Linked DNA regions of Mus musculus: region 1 is linked to region 2. Evidence: chromatin contacts called from public promoter capture Hi-C data. All regions are on one chromosome and are shown on one strand. Each heading gives the region's core, a stretch centred on a gene start, on an enhancer-like site or on the middle of the called end of the contact. The rest is flanking DNA. Distances are from core to core; before and after follow the strand shown. Region 1 holds the start of Ap2s1 (adaptor-related protein complex 2, sigma 1 subunit). Region 2 holds the start of Meis3 (Meis homeobox 3).

What was found. Promoter capture Hi-C pulls out the DNA fragments that hold promoters and counts their contacts.
Region 1: a promoter capture Hi-C map of hematopoietic stem and progenitor cells shows a contact between it and region 2. The contact joins the promoter of Ap2s1 here to the promoter of Meis3 in region 2. A contact is called at or near these places in 6 of 39 promoter capture datasets (cranial neural crest, frontonasal cranial neural crest, hematopoietic stem and progenitor cells and 3 more) and 1 of 9 other capture datasets (adipose tissue).

What each region holds. Positions count from the first base shown.
Region 1 is chr7:16,736,480-16,740,016 of GRCm38.p6, forward strand. Ap2s1 (adaptor-related protein complex 2, sigma 1 subunit) reads left to right here and starts at 1,965. Exons shown (of 5, transcript NM_198613.2): 1 at 1,965-2,059. The coding sequence starts at 2,057.
Region 2 is chr7:16,173,170-16,176,669 of GRCm38.p6, forward strand. It overlaps Meis3 (Meis homeobox 3), which reads left to right and starts at 2,226. Exons shown (of 13, transcript NM_008627.4): 1 at 2,226-2,398. The coding sequence starts at 2,387.

The DNA.
Region 1 (3,537 bases), core at 715-3,214, 560 kb after region 2:
TCTCCTTACTTTTCTCTTTACATCTTTCAAATTTATCCTCTATGTTTCTGTGTGTGTTTGTATATGTATGTTAGTGGTGTTTATGTGTGTGTGTGTTTGCGTGTGTGTGTGTGTGTGTGTGTGTGTGTGTGTGTATGCGTGAGAGAGAGAGAGTTTGTGTGTACGTCAGAGGACAACTGGAGAGGGCAACTGGAGAGAGTCAGTTCTCTCCTTCCTCCATACAGGTTCTAGTGATTGAACACAGGTCATCGTCAGGCTTGGCAGCAGTTGTCTTTATCCACTGACCTATTTGCCTCGTTCAGGTTTTAGAATTTTGAGACAAAGTCTGACTCTGTAGTCGAGGCTAGCCAGAGAGTCCCTATATAGTACAGGATAGCCTTAATCCATACCAGTACACTTCCATGGATTTACAGACACTGTGTCTAGCCCAATTCCTATCTTTATTTTATTTTATGTACATATGTAGTTATATTTATGAGAAAACCTACATCCCTAAGCTCAACTAAATAGAGCACTGCGTAAGCATAGAAAGGCAGTTAGTTACATTTTTAGGTCCACAGCGTAATGACTTGTTTAACACTATTTCTGCTGGGCATCAGTGGTGCATACCTTAAGTCCAGGTAAGCAGATCTCTGAGTTCAAGTCCAGCCTGGTTTACAGAGTGAGTTCCAAGACAGCCAGGACTACATAAGAAACCATGTCTCAAAAGTAAAATAAAATAAAATAACCTACTTTTCCTAAGACTGGTGTGGTGGCATATGCCTATACTGTAGCCCCTTTGGTGGCAGAAGCTGCAGGATCAGGACTCCAACTGATCCTCCCCTACAAGGCTAGTCCTAGGCCAGTCCGGGATACATAAAACCCTGAGCTTAGGGGCTGGTGAGATGGCTCAGCGGTTAAGAGCACCAACTGCTCTTCCAAAGGTCCTGAGTTCAAATCCCAGCAACCACATGGTGACTCACAACCATTGGTAACGAAATCTGATGCTCTCTTCTGGAGTATCTGAGTACAGCTACAGTGTACTTACATATAATAAATATTTTTTTAAAACCCGAGTTTAAAGGAAAAAAAAAATCACTGGAGGGAAGAGTGAAACATGCCTTCTGAACGTGACAGAGATGATGCCAAACCTTACAGCAGCTGGGAGTTACTGCTCAAGGCCTGTAGGAGACCAGGCCCATCAGCATTTCACCACAGGTGGGCACGGATTGAGATGCTGGAGAGAAGACTCAGTGTTTAAGAGCTTTTGCTACTCTAGCAGATTCGGCTCCCAAACTCCAGTTCCTAGGTTCTTATGCTGTCTTCCACCTCTGTGGACACTGCAGGCATACTATAGACTTACCTACATGCAGGTGAGAACTCAAATACATAAAATAAGCAAAAAATTAAAAACCAGTCGCCGAGGGTGCGAGGGTCATATTCCCAGTAGTGTATTCTGTTAAAAGATGCCCATGCCCAAGTAAGTAACGCTCACATCCGCAACCCCAGATCAATGCCGTGGGTCACACGCTCCGCAAGAAAAACATACATGAAAAAAGGAACACTTTGGGGAAGAAAGGGTTTTGGTGGAGGAGAAAGAAGTAAGCTAATAATAATGGGGAAATATTATCAAAGCACATTATATGTTATAATTTAAAGCAAAGTTGAAAAGAAAAAACTACTATTCCCAGCATGTCCTTGCTGGTAGCTTTGGGATCGAGGAGCACTAGAACCACATTTCCCGAAATGCAACGCTCACTCAGTCTACTTTTAACCTATGGAAATTGTCCTTATTCAGAGTCCTTCATCCACAATGCATTTGGTACTCGCATTTGGCGACTAGGTCTCTTGATAGGAAAAAGGGCAGTCGCAGAGCATGCTGGGAAGGCGTTAGACCGGGGCCACCCTTGCCAACGCGTGCGTTTAAACTACAACTCCCAGAGGGCCGTGCCCGAGAAGGAAGGCGGGTTCTCCTGCCGGAAGTCAGTTCTAGCCCTGGGCCCCACAACTGCAAGCAGAGCCGGAGCCGCCCTGTTACAGCGGGACCCGGGCCTCTGGGGTCCAGACAGGGGTCGCCATGGTAACGGGGGGAGCGTCGTACCGGGGACAGGCAGAGGGGGGTGGTTCACGTACGGTCCCCGGGGTTTCGGTTTGGAGGTGACAAGCTTCCTCCTGCTGCGGATGATCCGGGCCGGGCGCGGGTTCTCGGGATTGGGGTCAGGAATGGGGATCAGGGGCTGGATGCTGCGCTGCGGGGTGTGCTTGTGGTTCCAAGCAAAGGATTTGGAGGGGAAGGAGTGTCCAGGGGAGGGACTGCCTTGGTGGGAGACATTTGGGGGTGATTTTGAAACCACAGAGGCGGGAGAAGATATTGGAGATGAGGAAGGGATGATGGAAAAGAACCAGAGACTCTACAGACAGGGTAGAGAGGGTTCCTTATGAGAAGGAAGGAGCTGGTTTTAAGGAGAGCTAGTGTTGGGGCAAATTGGATATGGCCAGGGTAGATGCTCTCCAGGGGAAGAAGAGGACCCTGGAGGCCGGAAGTTAGCCCCTGTAGGATTAGAGTTAGGCTGCTGCAAGAGGAGAGAGGGCTGTAGCAGTAGAAAGTGGATTCTAGAAGAAAATGGGGAGCAACTGAACAGAATGTTCCACAGAGGAGAGGTCCGGGGTGCAGAGTAGACTTGGAGGCGTCACATTTGAGGAGGGGGAGCTTTGGGAGAAGGGCTGAGCACTGGATTTAGGGGAACCTCCACCTCCAAGACGGGCCTTTTGGAACTAAGAGTTCTTTGGATAGGGACTTGGAGAAGAAGACTTGGGAGGGGGATGTCAGAACAGGAGGTGAGTAGAGGTCTTGGAGGTTCGATGCGACCTTTGTAAAAAGGGAGGCCAGCCTTGGACAGGGAGAAGGGGTGCTTGTAATGAAGGACAGGTGAAGCTTCCCGGAGTCGGGGCCAAAGGTGCTGGGGTCAGGGGGATGGAGGTTACAACGAACAATGTGGGGAGGTGGTCGGGAGGCTCCCTGAGGGTACAGCAGAGGGATGGATGTAGGGACTAGGGGCTGCTCAGATGTGTTCCCAGGAGTGAAACGATTCTCATTGAGGGAAACAGAAAGAAGTATTGGTTGAAGTGGGGTAGGACACAGAGGGCTTAACTCAGCCTTGCTTCCAGCTGTTCTTCCCTTCTGCTCCTGTGCCCACCCCCTTCCCTTCCTGGGTTTCCCTGGCTCAGCAGAAGTAGTTCTTGGAAGGGGCATGTAACATCCTGTTTGTGGTTTTCTGCTTAGGTTGAATAAGGCAGATAGGTTGAGGGAAGAATGAGGCTCGGGAAAGACCATGGAAGCCAGTAAAGAATCCAGGGCTCAGGGTAAAGACTTGGAGGAACTAGCTCTGCTTTCTGGTTGTGATAACTATGGGTCTTAGCTTTGTCATCTGTAAAATGGGCAAGAGCATATATGACTGGACAGACAGGGCTTCAAACTAGGCTTCCCAGCAGGGAACCCTTGAGCCCTGATTTTCCCCTTTCCGTTTCCCCCCTCAGTACCTAGGATTGAACCCCGGT
Region 2 (3,500 bases), core at 976-3,475:
TGTGTGTGTGTGTGTGTGTGTACATGTGCAGGCACACATGTGCAAATATATGCAGATGTGTTAGACTGGGGCGTGTGAGCTCTGCCAGCCTCCTTCCCGAAGTCACCGCCTCTCCTATCAATTTCTCACCCAGACACTCTCCATCTTCCCCCCACTAGTCCCTTTCATTAATTAAAAAGATTTATGCCCACGAGCCCTAGCCCCTGCTTCTTGCTGGGAACTGTTAGATTGTTCTTGTTCAGAGTAACAGCAGCCAGCTCTCTGTGGGCACACACATCCTCTTATTTCTGTCACCACCACGCCCTCATGCCCTTCTCTGTCCACCCCTTTCCCTCCTTCCACCTTAGACTGAGTGAGGTGGCTCCCTGGCTCAGGCTCAGCTTCTGAATCGGGCACAGCAATGAATCCTAGCACTCGGGAGGCAGGAAGATCATGCATCAAGGTCACCCTTTACTGCATAGAGAGTTTGTTACCCTGGGTCACATGAGACCCTGCCATCCCCCTACCCAAAAATCCAGTCCCATGAGGACAAAGGTGACTGCCCCAAGACACAAATCAATGCTGTGACCCTAGACTGCTGTGTTCCCCTCCACAAATCTCCAATGAGGGTAGTCAGGGAGGGAAGAGCTGGCAGGGTCTTTACACATTTAATTGAAAGTTACTTCGATTAATCTTCTACCTCACAGTACCTATGTTGGGGTACATGTGTGTAGCTAACCCCACTCCCCGCCAGCCTCAAAGGGCCAAAGTGGGGAAACCTGAAGGGGGACCCCACTCAGTGTGATAAGCCCACAGTCAGGCAAGGCCCCCTGAAATCTAGAGCCCTGGTTTGTTGCAGAGAGTGAAAGGCATGTTAGAGAAAGGTCTGGACTCCATCAGGATCTGTGGGTGTCCCAGGTGACAGAACAGGGTGAGGAGAAAGAGGGGCACACTCAGGACAATAAGAGGAGCTGAGAAGAAGCAGGGTCCTCCCTCCTCCATAGCCTCTCAGGCCCTCCCCACCTGTCACCCCTGCCCTGGCTTTTGTTTTATTTCCAGCAGAGAAGATGAAGGAGTGCGAGGCCTGTTTATGGGAGTCATAAAATGTACCTCCAGCTAGCCCAGCGGGGCTCACACCACCAACAGTGAGAGAGTCAGTGAGCAGGCTCTCAGCTGCCTCCACTCTCTGCGCTCTCTCTCTCTCTCTCTCTCTCTCTCTCTCTCTCTCTCTCTCTCTCTCTCTCTCTCTCTCTCTCTGATTCTGTTCCCTTCTCTGTCCCTTTCTCAGGTTCCCTTTCTTTCCTTCCTTCCTCTTCCTCCCCCAACCCACATCCTCCTCTTTTCCTCTGGTTTTTGGAGACAGAATCTTACCGTATAAGCAGGCTTGCATCCAACTCATGCTCCTCCTGCCTCAGTCTCCCTGAGTACCACACACACCCGGCACAATTACTTTTTGCCACTGGAATTTCACTCCAAAGCTTGTCTTGGGGTTTGACTGACAGCTTTTGTCTGCACCGCCTCAGTGGCTAGACCCACGATTTACACCCCACCCCACCCCCACCCTCCCACCCCCGCAAGGCTCGGAGGTCCCAGGCTGCTCCCCTAGGGGCAGCTGAGAGGGCTTCATCCAGGCTAAGGGCCTTCCTGAACACAGGGCTCAGAAGGACAGAGGCACACACATCCCTGAGGGAAGCACAGCAGCTCAATACTTTGCCACTTCTAGACACACACTGGAGCCTCGGGCCGACAGCCCCCTTGTCCCCCCAGGGGAGACAAGGGACAGAAACGGAGCAAGAAGACAAACGAAAATATAAGCTTGGTTCTTTCCTGTGCCTGGTTTGCTTTAATCCCGTCTCATGGTTAGACAGGAGAGACAGAGACAGAAGAGTGACCAGAGAGGAGGGGCAAAAAGCTACTGCAGACCCCTGGCGGCCAGGCAGGGAGAGAGCAAGAAGCAGTGAGGACCAAGAGGGAGGGTGGGGACCGCGGGAAGCTCCAGACACAAGACCCCGCGAATCTGACATACAAAGGCCAAGGTGGGTGGAGGCAGACCTGGAGTCCAGGAAGAGGAGAGGAGGAGGGAGGGGACAGCACGGAGGGAAGAAGGGGAGGCAGAGAAGGAGAGGGAGGAGGGGACTCAGAGGAGAGGGGAGGGACAAGACAGGAGAGGGGCCGCTCGGGAGGAGGCCCCGCTCCGGCAGACAGCGGGTTAAGCGTCTCCGCGTGAACTTCCGGATGTGACACAGGCCGGGCCCGTGTGAGCGGAGGAGCCGCCGCCACCCTCGGCCGCGATCCGCGGGTCTTGGCCACTCGGAGACCCTGGCACCCGGCGGGGACCTCGGGGACCTCCTGCCGCGATGAGCTCCAGGCCGTGACCTCCCGAGCCCAGGACAGGCGGCGCCGGCTCATGGCCCGGAGGGTAGGTGACTGTGCCGTCCCGCCCTGAGCCTCTTTCTGCCTCTAAATGTCCCTTTTTGCCCCTTAGAGTTCCTTCTGCCCCTCCCTCTATTCCTCTCTGTCACTCTCTCCCCCTCACCCCCCCTCCCCTACTCCCTCTATCTCTTGGGTCTTCCCCATCTCTACCCTCTTCCTGTCTGCTTTTCCCCAGGCTTCTGTTGTCTGAGACCCACCCTGGGGTTAGGGGTGGGACATCTCACCAAGCTGCCAGACAAGGGAGAGCAGGGGAGAGATGCGAGCCCTGAGTGTAGGGAGGTTTGGAGACGAACCTGGCAGGAGGTAAAGACCCCATCGTCTGGGTTCACGGTGGGCAGCTGGGAGCAGGTGAATTCACTTCAGGATGCTTAGAGAAGTTAGCCTGCGGAAGCAAAAGAGGAGTGACAGCCACCCAGATGGCCCAGTGCGCCCAGGTCGGCTGGAGAACACAGGACCCTCTGCCTCATACCAGTGAGCCCTTTGCCTCTTGGCGCCCCAGTCTCCCCACTGCTAAGAACCGTCTTCTACCTGGAGATCAAAGGTCCTGCTGCCCCATTGTGATTCCGTAACAGGAGGACCCAGAAATCTGGCTCCTATACTCTTGTTTCTGGTTGGGACTGTTTGCATGGTAGAATAGGGTTACCCTCCCCCAAATGTATTTATTGACTGTTGTCTGATTGTGCTAAATGTCTTTCATTTCCTCATTCATTCAATTCCAACTTGGTGCTAGGTGCGCTCTGACTGACTGACTGACTGTCTGTCTGTCTCTGTCTCTGTCTCTCTGTGTAAGTATATGTGAATGTTTCTCTCTCTCTCTCTCTCTCTCTCTCTCTCTCTCTCTCTCTCTCTCTCTCTCTCTGTGTGTGTGTGCGTGTGTGTGTGTGTAGTTGTCTCTTGCAATTCGGGGTGTAGTGCTCTAAGCCTGCATGCTCTGGAGAACCTACCCTATAGCATACATGTGCATATGTATCACATGCATGTGCATGTCGGCTGTGTGCCCAACTCTGTGTGGATATGGGTATGGTGAATTTACATGTTGGATGTGATAAATTGTTAAGACATTCAGAGGTGTGTAGTGTAATAGCACT